3 separate regions of the Rattus norvegicus genome follow, and all the other regions are linked to region 2. The links are chromatin contacts, called in public Hi-C maps. All regions are on one chromosome and are shown on one strand. Each heading gives the region's core, a stretch centred on a gene start, on an enhancer-like site or on the middle of the called end of the contact. The rest is flanking DNA. Distances are from core to core; before and after follow the strand shown.

Region 1 (4,184 bases), core at 305-2,804, 310 kb after region 2:
ACTCTGCTGACCTCCATTCCACGCAGAAGCTAAAACAAGGATCAGGCATGACGCACAGCCCTACTTCAGTCTCACCCTCTAGGGCCTCCTACCATCATGGACTCATTCTATTCGTTTTAATTCAAGCTGGAAATGTTGCTCACTGAAGTCTTCCTTTGTACCTTGCAAGTTCTTAGAATTCTCATGCACAAATGAAATCCAGAGAAGCATTTACAGTGAAACGTTATCAGCATATTTCCCCAGAGAGAATGCCTGTCCATGTTACCAAGAAAAAAAAAATCCTTGGCTTCTTTAGAAACTGAAAATGGATGAACTTGGGACTCAAATGCTAGGAACCAGAGTCACTAGGAAAGGACTTCATTAGGCAGGAGACAGTTCCTACTCCCTGCATATCTACCTGTCCACACATGGCCTTCCAGCTAATATCTGTACCCTTGCTGAGTAACGGCCAATATCAATGCTGAGTTCAAGTGGGCTGAAAAGAGTCACTGAAAGGAGTGTGCCCATCTCCTCCAGTCACCTGTCAACCCAGCCTCAACAAGGGGAAGCTTCCCAACCGAGAGAGATGATGGATCTCACATCATCTGGCTCAAATACTGGAGCCTAGAGAAGAAACCGGTGACCAGCAAACCCTAGTCTTTATACTGCTCTCCTTCAAGAGTGCAGAGAGCCTCCTGGTCAAAAGAGGGGCCTATGTAAGCCCTGAAAGAATCCATACTCAGAGAGTAACCAAAATGCACTGATTATCTATATCAATGTCTATATCATGTGTATACTATATATATGATATATATACATATGTATACATATAAATCAATATGTATATATAACTTGTATATGTATGTCATATATGCATATATATCATGCATATACATATATACCATACATATATAATGTGATACATTTCAGATAATTATATATCAGATATCTCAGTGACTATATATAGTATATACACTACACACACACACACACATAGTGTGGAGACTATATCTAAATACTATGGCATTTTATATACTATGGTGCGCGCGCACACGTGTGTGTGTGTGTGTGTGTGTGTGTGTGTGTGTGTGTGTGTGTATGAGTATGTAGTTTGCAATGACAAGCACATACCTGCTAGGGGCCAGTACTTGTTTACAATACTCCTAATTATGCTTACACCAACTGACGGAGTCTGGACTATGACCCTATGAGCCAATCTTATCAGTGAAGAAATCTGGAACTAAAGATACAGCCCTAGTCCATGAAAGCTAGCAGCTACTCAAGTCTCGTTCTGAAGATCATTATGACAGTTATAAGAGCCTTTCAAGGTGCTTCTTCACGGCTGTGGGTGCCAATGAAGTCAGTGAAGCCAGCATCCGCTGCCAGGCATCCGGATACCTGCAGTGAGCATGTGCAAGGAGGGCACCCAAAAACTAATCACTGTGTTGCATGAAGAAGCCGCTAAGACACACGGCAGGCAAGGGTCCACATCCTGAAGCCCTGTGTCTCAGCCCTGTGACTGGGCTGCTCTATGTAAGGTCAGCCACCTCCCATGACTACCTCTGCTCACCAGCTCCCTACCTCCTGTGCACATAGGAAATACCAGCCAGGCTTTAGAGTGTTTACAAACCACTCTCTCCTGTGTGGTTAAAATTGATTATCAGCTTGACAGAAGCTTGAATTGCGGAAGCGATAAACCTCTGGCCATCTGCGATTCTCGAATCAGTTCCCTGTGGAGGGAAGACGAAGGCACCCTTGCAGAAGCCTTCCAGCATCAGCATCTCTCTCGGTTCCCTGACTGGATATGGCGTGATCAGCTCCCTCGTGCTCTTACCAACAGGACACCCTTGCCATGACGGACTATACTCTTGAGCTGTGAGCTAAACCCTTCCTTCCTTCCCTTAGTTGCCTTTGTCAAATATTTCAATCACTGAACCAAGAACAGCAACTAATACAGGACCATATTTTATTTCTCTTCAGTCCCTGAACACCTGGTCTGAGTCAGACCTCATTTTTAAGAAAACAACAACATCGACAACAACAACAACAAAACATTATTTGCATTTACACAGTGGAAGAAATAACCTCAACTTTACATATATACAGGAAAACATGTTATGTTATGTGGAGACTACACGCAAACACTATGCCACTTTATTTAAGAGACTTCCACATCTGTGCCTTCTGATGTCCTTGTGAGTACAGGACCCCGTCTCCAGTAGGTACAGGAAAAAGAGGATCACAAGTAGAATGGGGTGCACAGAACACACTGTTTCAAAGACCCATTGGGTTAGCATGTGCTGGAGACAGAAACCAAACATATCCTATGCTTGGAGCTGAGAGATCTCCACCTGCAGTCGTTTAAAAGAGAATGTTCACCGTGGATTTTAACCTTGGGCCTCAGTTGGGGGCAGTGTTTTAGAAGGTTATAGGACGCTTATGGCTGCTGGAGGAAATCCATCACTAGGCTAGGCAGGCTGGCCAGCAGAGCAAACCTGGGGCTCCCTCAGACTCCACCACCCAGAACTGGAATTACAAGCTTGTTTAACACAGGCTCTAGGGACTAAGCACAGATCCTCATACTATGTGACGACACTTACCCACTGAGCTCTGTTCTCAGCCTGGCAACATAACACTTTAATGAGATGTTGTAGGAACATGTATTTCATACTGAAGTACACCTCAGACCAAGGTGTACATCCCCAGCAGCCATATGAGATTAGTGGCCACTGTACCAGGTGGAACACCTCAAGTGGATTCCCAGGAAATTACCCAAAACCACTAGAGGGGACCTTTAGGAAGACGAAGTCACATTCAGGAAACAAGCACAGGATTGTTTGATGGCATCAAAAAAAAAATGGTATGTGCCAAATACCAAGAATGTGTGTCCTACCTTACAGAAGGGAATTCCTCAAGCTCCCGGCACTCCCTCCAATTTTCTCTTATAAAAATAACACCCACCGAAGGACCAGTCAAATTCTGAGAGATAGGCTACCATAAAGGCTGATAAAGGTATTCACACTAAACACAAGATACTCCACCAGGCATAAACAGAGGAGCGGAATCCACTAAGTCAGTCACGGGTTTTAAAAACTGCAGTCACTCAGCCCATACTTAACACTTAACTTAAATGGCTAAGACTTCAAAGAGGCGTCATTGCAGAATACAAAACAGTCCTGTAAGAACCATAATCTGACGCAAAACCTCTGGGCTTTGAAGAAAGGGAAAATAGGTGAGTAATTTTAGATCCCTAAGCCTCCCTCTATCAGCCGATCTCACCAATTAGAATATGATGTAACTGCCATCAAGAGATTGGATTCCTTGTTCCCAAATAAACAAACCTGAGTCAAATATGAAACCAATGAAATTCCATGGGCCAGAAAATCCTAAAAATTGCCCATGTGTATATGTGTTATGTGTGTGTGTATGTGTGTGTGTGAATATATATATATGTGTGTCTTAGTATAGCACAGGGATGGCACGAAAGTCCTCTCCTGTGCCTCATTCAGGCTTCCGGAGCAAATAGCTCTATGATTGATTAGCAATGTCTGCCACTACTACAGGAATGGGAACCCTGAGACAAATACCAGCCCCTGACCCCTGTGTAGAAAGAAGCCATTAGGTGCTGTGTTCCTCTCAATGAGTCTGTCCTATGCACCTTGAGGACATGATGGGATCCCTATTACCACAGAGCTATCTCACAACCTGAAGGCACCCTCCTCATGTTGGTAATTTCAGGCATACACTGGCATAGTATACTGTATAAGTATACGTATAGTATACATAGTATAGTGTATTAAGTAGGAAGAAAGCCCTGTTCTTACAGACCTGTCCTTCAAGCTGATGAAAAAACAGAGCAACTCAAGCCTTAGCAGCTGCTATGGTTGGAGGCTAAGATTCCCTCTGAGGTGCCATGTGCTAAAGGTTAGATCACTCATAAGCTCTTCCCTCCTTTTAAGGTGACAGTGTCTAAGACATGTGATCACAGCAACAGAAATCGTGACAAATTTTGGCCAAGAGAACGATGTCCCTCTGTCTACTTGCTGCTGTACAAGAAAGGCAGAGCAGAGCCTGGGATCATCCAGAAAAGCCAGCTCCTCAGTCGTTTTGTCAGCCCTGGGGTCTCTGCTCTCCCTGAAGTCCAGCTCACACTCCGCTCCACAGAGCCGCATAGGGTTAATTGAGAGCACGCTTAGGCAAGCGTT
Region 2 (4,283 bases), core at 1,101-3,600:
CTTGCCAGGACTAACTTTTCTGGGGTCACTGGTTCAAAGCTACAAAAAAAAAATACACAAAGTGATTTGTGCAAACACAAGGGCTCTTTATTCGAATCTGAAAATCACGCACATTTGATAGAGGAAAGATGGCTGTCACTGTGAGCTCTGTACGTAGAGTGTATTTATAGATGCCGTGTAGGTAGTTCCTTCTCTATCATCCTCTATAAATACTTACAGTTGCAATTGTCAACCAGATCGTGGGGAACTTAAAAGCAATTTGTAGGAGTTTTTAAAAAAAAGATAATGCAGTCCCTGTTATTCTATTCTTAATCACGTCAATATTCAAAAATATAGGGCAAGAGAGGACAGTACTGAGAACTTTAATTAAGACTTAGTATTTCATTGCTGATAATTCAGTGCTTTCTATTTAGTCTCAACAAGTATCTGGGGTGGTATTTGTATATGTTATAAAGAAAATGAAAATTAAGACTCTCAAACCATACACTTCTTTCACAGGTCCCACTATGAAGAGGCCAGAGTTATCTCCCATGCTCTGCCACTCATTCGATGGTGGCTTGTCTCTGGCACTCTGTCCCCTAAACCATCTAATGCAGTTTTCACATTCATTCCCTGTCAATGTGAAGTCCCAATGAGAACAAGTTGAGGAATTTACTCCATCGTCTTTGGGGCAGTGATCCACAATGGGAACCTAACATCCAAAGGACAGTTTGGGTCAATCAATGGACTTCTCCTGAAGGAAGCATGCAAACAGAAGCATATGGCCACGAAAAGAGCAATTCATTTTGCGATTCAATGTCAAGATCCAGTGTTGGAAAGAAATCCTAGGGTTTAATACGGAGGCATTTGAAATATAATAATAATAATAATAATAATAATAATAATAATAATAATCAGTGGATGAGAAGAATAATTGAGTGAAGACAATCTTCTTCCACCTTTTTTTTTTGAAAATTCGAACTTAATTCTTCAGTAAACAAGAATTTTAGAATGTGAAATAATAATACAGGAAGGCTTCTCAATGCGGACAAAACCCCCTATTGCTGAGAGGGCCTGGAGAACTTCAGAAAGGAAGGTGTCAATGACAGCCTCCTCCCCGTAAATCCCCCAACAATGCCAAATATCTCCAGGGTGCAAAGGAGAGAACACTGGCAATTAGTTGAGACCTGAGGTATCTCACCAAGCAATTGTTTTACAGAGCAACTGTTTATTGAGTGTTCATTCCACCTCAATACTTATGGTGTTCTTAACATCTTTACATGCTACAGGAAAGAGAAAAGGCATCTTTAAATCCCTTGTTTGTAGTATCTTCTGAAACGAATGGAGGAAAAAGTGAAACAAAAACATTAACCCACCAGTGTCTCCATCATTTAAAACCCGTGTGGTTATAGGGGTACCAAGGCAGCCCATCATTTAAACACTCGTAAACTTCAGCAACAGACTGGAGAAAATGTCAACACCCCCACGACGGATGAATCAATCCCCTGTTCATGCAATTTGACAATTGCTATGATTTTTCTTTCAGTAAATTCATGTAATTTGATCTTCCAAGTAGAGGATAAAAAAGTAGACTCAGGCAAAATAACAAGTTTGATTTTGAAAATGTGATGGGGTTTCTTTTCATTCCCTGTTCACTTGAGACAGAAAATTGTTCACACTCTAAGTGCCGGGAGGTTAGCAGGCTCTGAATTAGATCAGCAGTCTGTGAACTCCAATGGAGAAGCTGGGCACTGCCTTGTTCTAGAAACATGTTTAGAGAGTTATATTTCACACGGCCCGAGTTTGTTCTACTCAGCTTCTAAGAAAGGGAAATGATGATAGTTTGAGGCACGGGAGCAGGGAACAGCAGCAATCAAAGGGGATGAGAGGCTTTAGACTCCACTGAGGCTGCACCTCAGTCCTCATTACAGGGAAGGCAGCACATGCCTAACCTGTTACCTGGCTAACTTAGCTTTTCACAACTGCATAGAATATTCTCACAGGGAGGGGTGACTATAAGAACAGACCTGCACCAGAGAGGGCTTCCGGATCCTTGTGCTGCCTCCTCCCCATGCCTTAACCCTCACCGTCCAATGAGTGAAAGGCTCTCCCCTCCAGAGGGGAGAAACAGGCATACTCTTTGCTGAGGAGTTTCATCTGCAGTTTCCAGCAAACATTAAGCAACTGCTCTGATGAGGAAAAGATAGTGAGCCTTTCAACTATCTGCACGAACCACACCAAATTCAGCCCCAGGGTTATTTTGTGCCAGTCATGTTTTTTTTTAAAGGCCTCGGTTTGTGGACTCAGATGGTTAGCAGCAGACCACAGCAAGCTCCCAAGTGAGGCCGTGCACTTCTCAGAGCCCAGCCACATAAATGGGATAGCGGACTTCTGGTCGACACTCACAGCCAAGTTCATCCTGTTTCCACACACAGCACAGGATATAACCAGTCTCAAAGCAGCCAAGTGGGAGACCTGCCCAGAAGGCAGGGAAACTCTTCAACAGAACTCACCCCACATTTTGCTCTCAATAGCACACCGCTTAATGACAGTCTGAGGGGCAGCTGAGAGCTTAGCCTTTAAATGTCTCACAAAGACCCTGCAGGGAGGGGTACTGTGCAGGCCCTGAAGATAAACTGTGGGACCAAACACATTTCCACTTAGCACAGCGCTCATTTCCAGGGAAGCCCTCGGTGTTTTGAGCAGAATCAATGGCTGAGAAAACAAGAATTCTCCATGCTTTGGAAGCTGATGCAACACCAATGGGAAAGATCAAATGAACAGAAGAGAAAATAGAAGCAGAACTCTGAAATGGAAGTTGCCTAATAGTGGTGTCGCCTTTAGACAAAAATAGAATCCAGACACTCAGTTCTATGCACCCGTGAGGTTGCATGGCAGAAGTGATGTTTTCAAAATAAAATCCAGAAATGCTCTGTCCGCCTTATCGACAATAAGGTGGATAGAAAATTGTGTATAGACATGCTTTCCTCTTTCATTTGTTGTATTTTCTTCCTGTCTTCCTCCTCCTCTTTCCCTCACCACCTCCCTCTCTTGTTGGCACGTTCCTTTCCTTGTTTGACCTACTATGCCTTAAAATTGCCAACTGCCTAATACTATAAATACTGCGAGGGCAGAAAGGTTGAAAAGATCCTTTTAAATACACGGGGTCCAGTCCATACCAACCACCACACATGTGCCGAGTTTTCCATTAATTGAAAATCCAAGCCAGAATTAAAATGGCATGACACGACTCAATCCACCTGAGCTAGGAACCACACCGCTGACTGTTTCTGTGATCCAACTTTACAGACTTTCTGGAGATGGACTTCCTTAAACACTCTGGGCTGCTCACACTTTTCACCTGTCTTTGAGGTACACGGGCTGTGACTCCCGAGGTCAGGGCTGGGATCTAAGGTTCTGATGACTCACAAGCTGCCATCAGAGGACCACTGTGAAAGCACGGAAAATCTCACCAATGGCCCCAACATTCCATCTGTTATTGATGGAAAAACAAACACATACATACACACACACACACACACACACACACACACACACACACACACACACAACCTGAGCTACACAGCAACATGGTGAGGCCAAGGCATGTGCTGAGTGGGAGAATCCCCAGCAGCACCTGAATCCACTCTAACTTTCTTGCTTGGGAAGAGGACAGGGGCTCTGCGTTGCCCAGGGCTTCATGTCATGAGAATGTTGTACTTGTATTCCCTTCCTCTTTTTTACCCGCTTTGGACACAGACACATAAGGGGGAAGAAACTTGGAACAACAAAGATGAAAACCGTATAAGCCAGGTGTGGTGGTTTCATGACTTAAATCCAGCACTGGGTTGGCAGAGGCAGGTAGATCTCCAGGGCTACACAAACCTGGAAGGAAGGAAGGGAGGGAGGGAGGGAGGGAGGGAGGGAGGGAGGGAGGGAGGCAGGCAGGCAGGCAGGCAGGCAGGCAGGCAGGCAGACATAGAAAGAAGACCACAAATAGTTAAATGAAAGGTCAGCAAACTACAGTTAAAGTCTACAGCCCACCACGAATCTAGGCTGCCAATTGTTCTTGCAAACAGGGTAGGATCTGCTGGAGACAAGCCAAGCCTACTTACAGATGTTCTAACAAACACTCCATCAGGTAGCTGAAGCGACAGACATTACATTCTCAAGTTTCCAATGTGGAGAAGAAGTTTGAGATTTCAGAATCAGTGTGTTTGGAGAAGTTCAAGAAACGCCTTTCATCCTGGTTGGCTGCTTTCTTGGAGGATCTCCATACAGCAAAATGAAAGATCTGGGTGGGC
Region 3 (3,946 bases), core at 579-3,078, 320 kb after region 2:
GTGGGTAAACCCCAGGCCTCCTAGTGAGTAGGCACGCGCACCCTCGCCGAGCTCTGTTGACAGCACCAGAGACAGGAGGATGCACCGAGGAAAAGGAGCCGAAAAACCGCAGTGTTTTGCCCTCTGTCGCTCACAACCACCCTCAAACCTTCAAAGAGGGAATCACTCGCTGCCAGTCCCCTTAGAGAGGATCCCCGGGAACAGTGAGGGTCCTCGAGCTTGGCTCCTGGGTACACGACAGGGTTGGGGGTACCCGCTGCACCAAAACTCTGCGCTCTGGTTGCCAGAACACAAGCTATTAACCAAGGAAAACGGAAACAGTGTGGCACGTTTCTTTTTTTCTTGATTAGAATAACCGCCGCCTCCAATATTCCAGAACAGGCAGATGAGAAAGCAGAAAAACCGGGTGTCCTGTCCTTAGGAGATCGAGGAAAGAAAAGCAAATCGCGCCCTCTCCCACCTCTTTCCCTGAGCCAGGAGAGAGGACGTGGCCTTCACCCACTGAGAAGGAGCTGGACAGCTTAAGCGAGGCTTGAGCTGCAACCCTCCGACTCTGCAAGAGAAGAGGAAGGCGGCTGGCCTATGCCCTCACGAAGTGGGGAGGGTGTGGGCTGAAGGCTGGAAGTGGAGGGTGGCCGAGCTGCACACCGCTACGTGCAATGATTTAGGATTGTCGAGTGGCCAATATTGTTCCAGCCTTAACCTGGCTAGAAAATGAGCGGGTCTGGGTCTGGGTCTGGCATGCACACTCAGCCTGCAAAAGGGCAAAGATGAAGGGAGGGAGGGCGCGCCAGACAGAAAAAAAAAAATCTGCCCGGACGCCAGAAGCTACCCAGCTGTCGACCCGCGCTCTGCACTTGGACCCAGGCAGCCCAGCCCAGAAGAGTGATACAGAAAGGGGCCTCGAGCCCAGTGAGTCAGGGATCTAGCCAAAAACTCCCTGCTCCCTGCCCTCCCGAGTCTCCCAGGCCCCTCGCGTCCTGGGGGCTGCCTCCCGTTTGCACTGAGGCGTAGCCTGCACCTCAGCCCGGAGCAAGGCTGTTTCAAACGAGGCGGCCCCGGCGACTAGAACGCCACGCCGGCTGCTCCCCACATCCTAACTGCTCTGCAGCCAGCCTCCGCCTTCCATCCCCAAACATCTCCTTCCCCCCTACAAAGGGTCGGAGGGATGCAAAGTGAGCCACGGTTATGAGCTCCTTCTATCCCCGCAGAAGCAACGGGAGCACCCCCAGATTACTCAAACCAACAGAGCATCCTTCCCACAGCCAATCTCCCCAGACATCCTGCAACTCTAGCCCTCCGGATCAGCTCTGTATCAGCAAAGCAAGTCGCCTCCCCCCTTCCGCCCTCCCCGACTCCAGATGCTTCAAGCTTCCCAAGCCACAGTCAGAGCACATCTGAGTCCCCGATCCTCCTTTCCAGCCCGCCACTGCTTCTGCCCTCTCAGACCATCAGCCTCCTAGAACATTGCCGGAGCCAATGAAGCAGAGCTCTCTTTCCTCCTCCGTAGCCCGGCCCCCCTTCACCCTCTCCGCGGTCCCTAGACTGGCGCCCAAGCTCCGCGCCCCGGCGACAACTCCGCATACCCCGCGCGCGGGCTGGAGCCGCGTCCCATCGGCGGCCCGCACTTACCCGGGAAGCACACCACATAATGGAGCACAGAACTGGTGATTTTCAGGAACAAAATCCACCAACACGGTTCCAGTAACCTCCGCATGTCCGAAAACGCACATCGAAAAGAGAAAGGCAGGGGGGGTAAACTTGTTGAATAAGTTCTTGCTTCCGAGCGAGGCTCCGCTAAGCCTGGAGGCTTTCTCGGCTCGCCCGCCACACGGCCCCCAACACACACTCGGCGACTGGTCCCGCAGGAATCCGGGAAGCTGCCAGAGCTCCCGGAAAAACCTCAAAAAGTGACCGGGAATGCAAAGCTACGCTAGGGACGATCCTCTCGGAGGAGAAGGGCTCCTCTTCGCTCAGAGACGATCCAGCCGATAGGGCAGGGCGAAGAGGAGGCGCACGGCGGCACTGCCCGGGGCCGGGAGCAGGCAGGGACCGCGGGTGGCGGCGGCTAGGAGCGGAAGAGCCCCAAGTTGAGTCGGCAGCGCAGCGCAGCCCAAGAACCGGCGGGCGACGGAGGGGCTGTGTGCGGCGCGGCGGCTCCGGGCTTCAGGCGGGCAGCTCCTTCCAGGGCCCCGGCAAGGAAGGAGGCATGTCTGCGAGCGGGGAAAGGGAGGGAAGCGGCGGGGCGGAGCGCAGAGCCCCCCAGAACAGAAACGGCCAGTGGAGAGCAGGGAAACACAAAGGATCTCAGAGGGGCGCCGGGGCGAGGGCGCCTTCAGTCCATGCTCCCGAAAGTTGTGGCTCCGGCGCAGGCTGGGGAGGAACCGAGAGCGCGGGGCTGGAAACTGGCCATGCCTCCATACAGGAAGTAACATGTGAGCATGGATCCTGGCAGAGACTTTAAAGCCGGCGAGCGGGCGAGCGAGCGAGCGATCTGGGGGCGCGCGGCGGCGGGGGCGCGCGAGCACGGGCGCGCGGTGATGCGCATCCCCGAGCTGCCGCCGGCGGGGGCGCGCGTTGCACTCTCTTAAAGCGGCCGCGCAGGGCTCCCACTTCCAAGGACTTGCACTACTCTCCTCTCCAGGCGTGCCTAGGGCTATGGGTGTACGTTTAGAGGAGCTGGTAACCCAGGCTCCGTCTAGGACAGAGAAGAGAACCTCAGCCTTGTTCGGTCTGCGTGGCTTTGCTCCATTTTTGAGTTCTTAAAGGCGAAGCGTTTTGCTTGGATTCGGAGAGATCCCTGGCCTGGTTCATGAATCCCGGACTTGGGGAAGGGGAAAGGGTGGCCCGGTTGAAATTGGGAGAGAGGCGGGACCAGCAGCTATCTTTTTCATGGACTGGGGACTTCCGTGTGGCCTCACCACCTTGACGGTGCCTCGGCGGGGTGTACCTCCGGCGTCCCTCTCCTGCTGCATTCCGGGACTAAGAGACAAAGCCCAGCGGCCTTTGCACTCAGGTTTCATTAGATTTGATTTTTTTTTCTTCCTCCTTTCCGAGCTTCCATTGACAGAGTTTACTGCTGGGAGATGAGGCAAGGGATCGGGGGTTGATCCCAGGCTAGCAAAATCCAGCCCCAGTCCCACACCCGCTTTCCCTAAACCACGAAAGTCTGTCACGGAGTTCTCCCAACTCTCGGTTTCAGGGAGAAGGTGGCTGCACCTTGGCCTGGTTAGGCAGAGGGCGAATGAAGTGCGCCTCTCACCCGGGGCAAGAGAAAGCAGCACCCCGGGGCAGGACTGGTTTCCCGGCAGCTGCTCTAGGAGATGCGGCTTAAGTAAGCTACAGGGAGAGGCATCCGGGGGAAATGCAAGGACTAGGCTTATCTGTAATGAGTTTTGTCCCTTGGCTCTCACTGAGATCTTTATCGCTTGGGCTTCTCCGCAACCTATTTTTTCCTCCTACGTTGGTGCTAAAAGTGAGGCAGGCAGGTTTTTTTTTTTCATCAAGTTTGTAATTGAGCCAACGTAATTAGCCATTTGTAATTCTTTTCATAGTTTTCCTGCCTCTCTTTGAAAACGATATGGACATGTTTTTAAAGTGCCCCCTTGTCGTTTCATCCCACCGCGGCACTGTCCCACACCCACTAAAGCAGCCCAACCGGATGTTCTTTCGGTTTTCAAATAATACACAGATGTTCTGAGAGCCTGCGGCATGGTGTGATTAGGAAAGCAGTTTCGCACCCACAATTCCAAAGGAAAAACCTCTGAAAAGTTACGTTTGGGGTGCAAAACTAGTAAATGCCAGGAAGTTCCTGGGGAGGGCCCCCAGATCTATTTTTAGCCAAACCCGGGGAACACCCTCCCTGGGCTGGGCAATGAAACCAATCTGTTTGCTTTGGAATTTGATTCTTCCTGGTTTTGTTGTACTGGAGGGTCGCTCCTGAATG

What was found. A called contact is a pair of places that touch in the nucleus more often than the background predicts.
Region 1: a Hi-C map of liver shows a contact between it and region 2, with 2.6 times the contacts expected there. The contact joins two enhancer-like sites. A contact is called at or near these places in 3 of 12 Hi-C or Micro-C datasets (the Rat2 cell line and liver).
Region 3: a Hi-C map of liver shows a contact between it and region 2, with 3 times the contacts expected there. The contact joins the promoter of Ptprg here to the enhancer-like site in region 2. A contact is called at or near these places in 2 of 12 Hi-C or Micro-C datasets (both in liver) and 1 of 1 datasets of contacts at active chromatin or transcription factors (oligodendrocytes).

Annotation. Positions count from the first base shown.
Region 1 is chr15:15,963,392-15,967,575 of GRCr8, forward strand. The region is part of intron 1 of Ptprg (protein tyrosine phosphatase, receptor type, G); the gene reads right to left. Among named protein-coding and RNA genes, the nearest start is that of Ptprg, 17 kb to the right of the region's middle. Within about 2 kb of position 1,555, at least 5 of the 93 cell types and tissues checked have an H3K27ac peak or open chromatin away from gene starts, as enhancers often do. A contact at or near this core is called in liver, where this site is marked.
Region 2 is chr15:15,655,266-15,659,548 of GRCr8, forward strand. The region is part of intron 2 of Ptprg (protein tyrosine phosphatase, receptor type, G); the gene reads right to left. Among named protein-coding and RNA genes, the nearest start is that of Ptprg, 330 kb to the right of the region's middle. Within about 2 kb of position 2,351, at least 31 of the 93 cell types and tissues checked have an H3K27ac peak or open chromatin away from gene starts, as enhancers often do. A contact at or near this core is called in liver, where this site is marked.
Region 3 is chr15:15,980,753-15,984,698 of GRCr8, forward strand. It overlaps Ptprg (protein tyrosine phosphatase, receptor type, G), which reads right to left and starts at 1,829. Exons shown (of 30, transcript NM_134356.2): 1 at 1,633-1,829. The coding sequence starts at 1,717.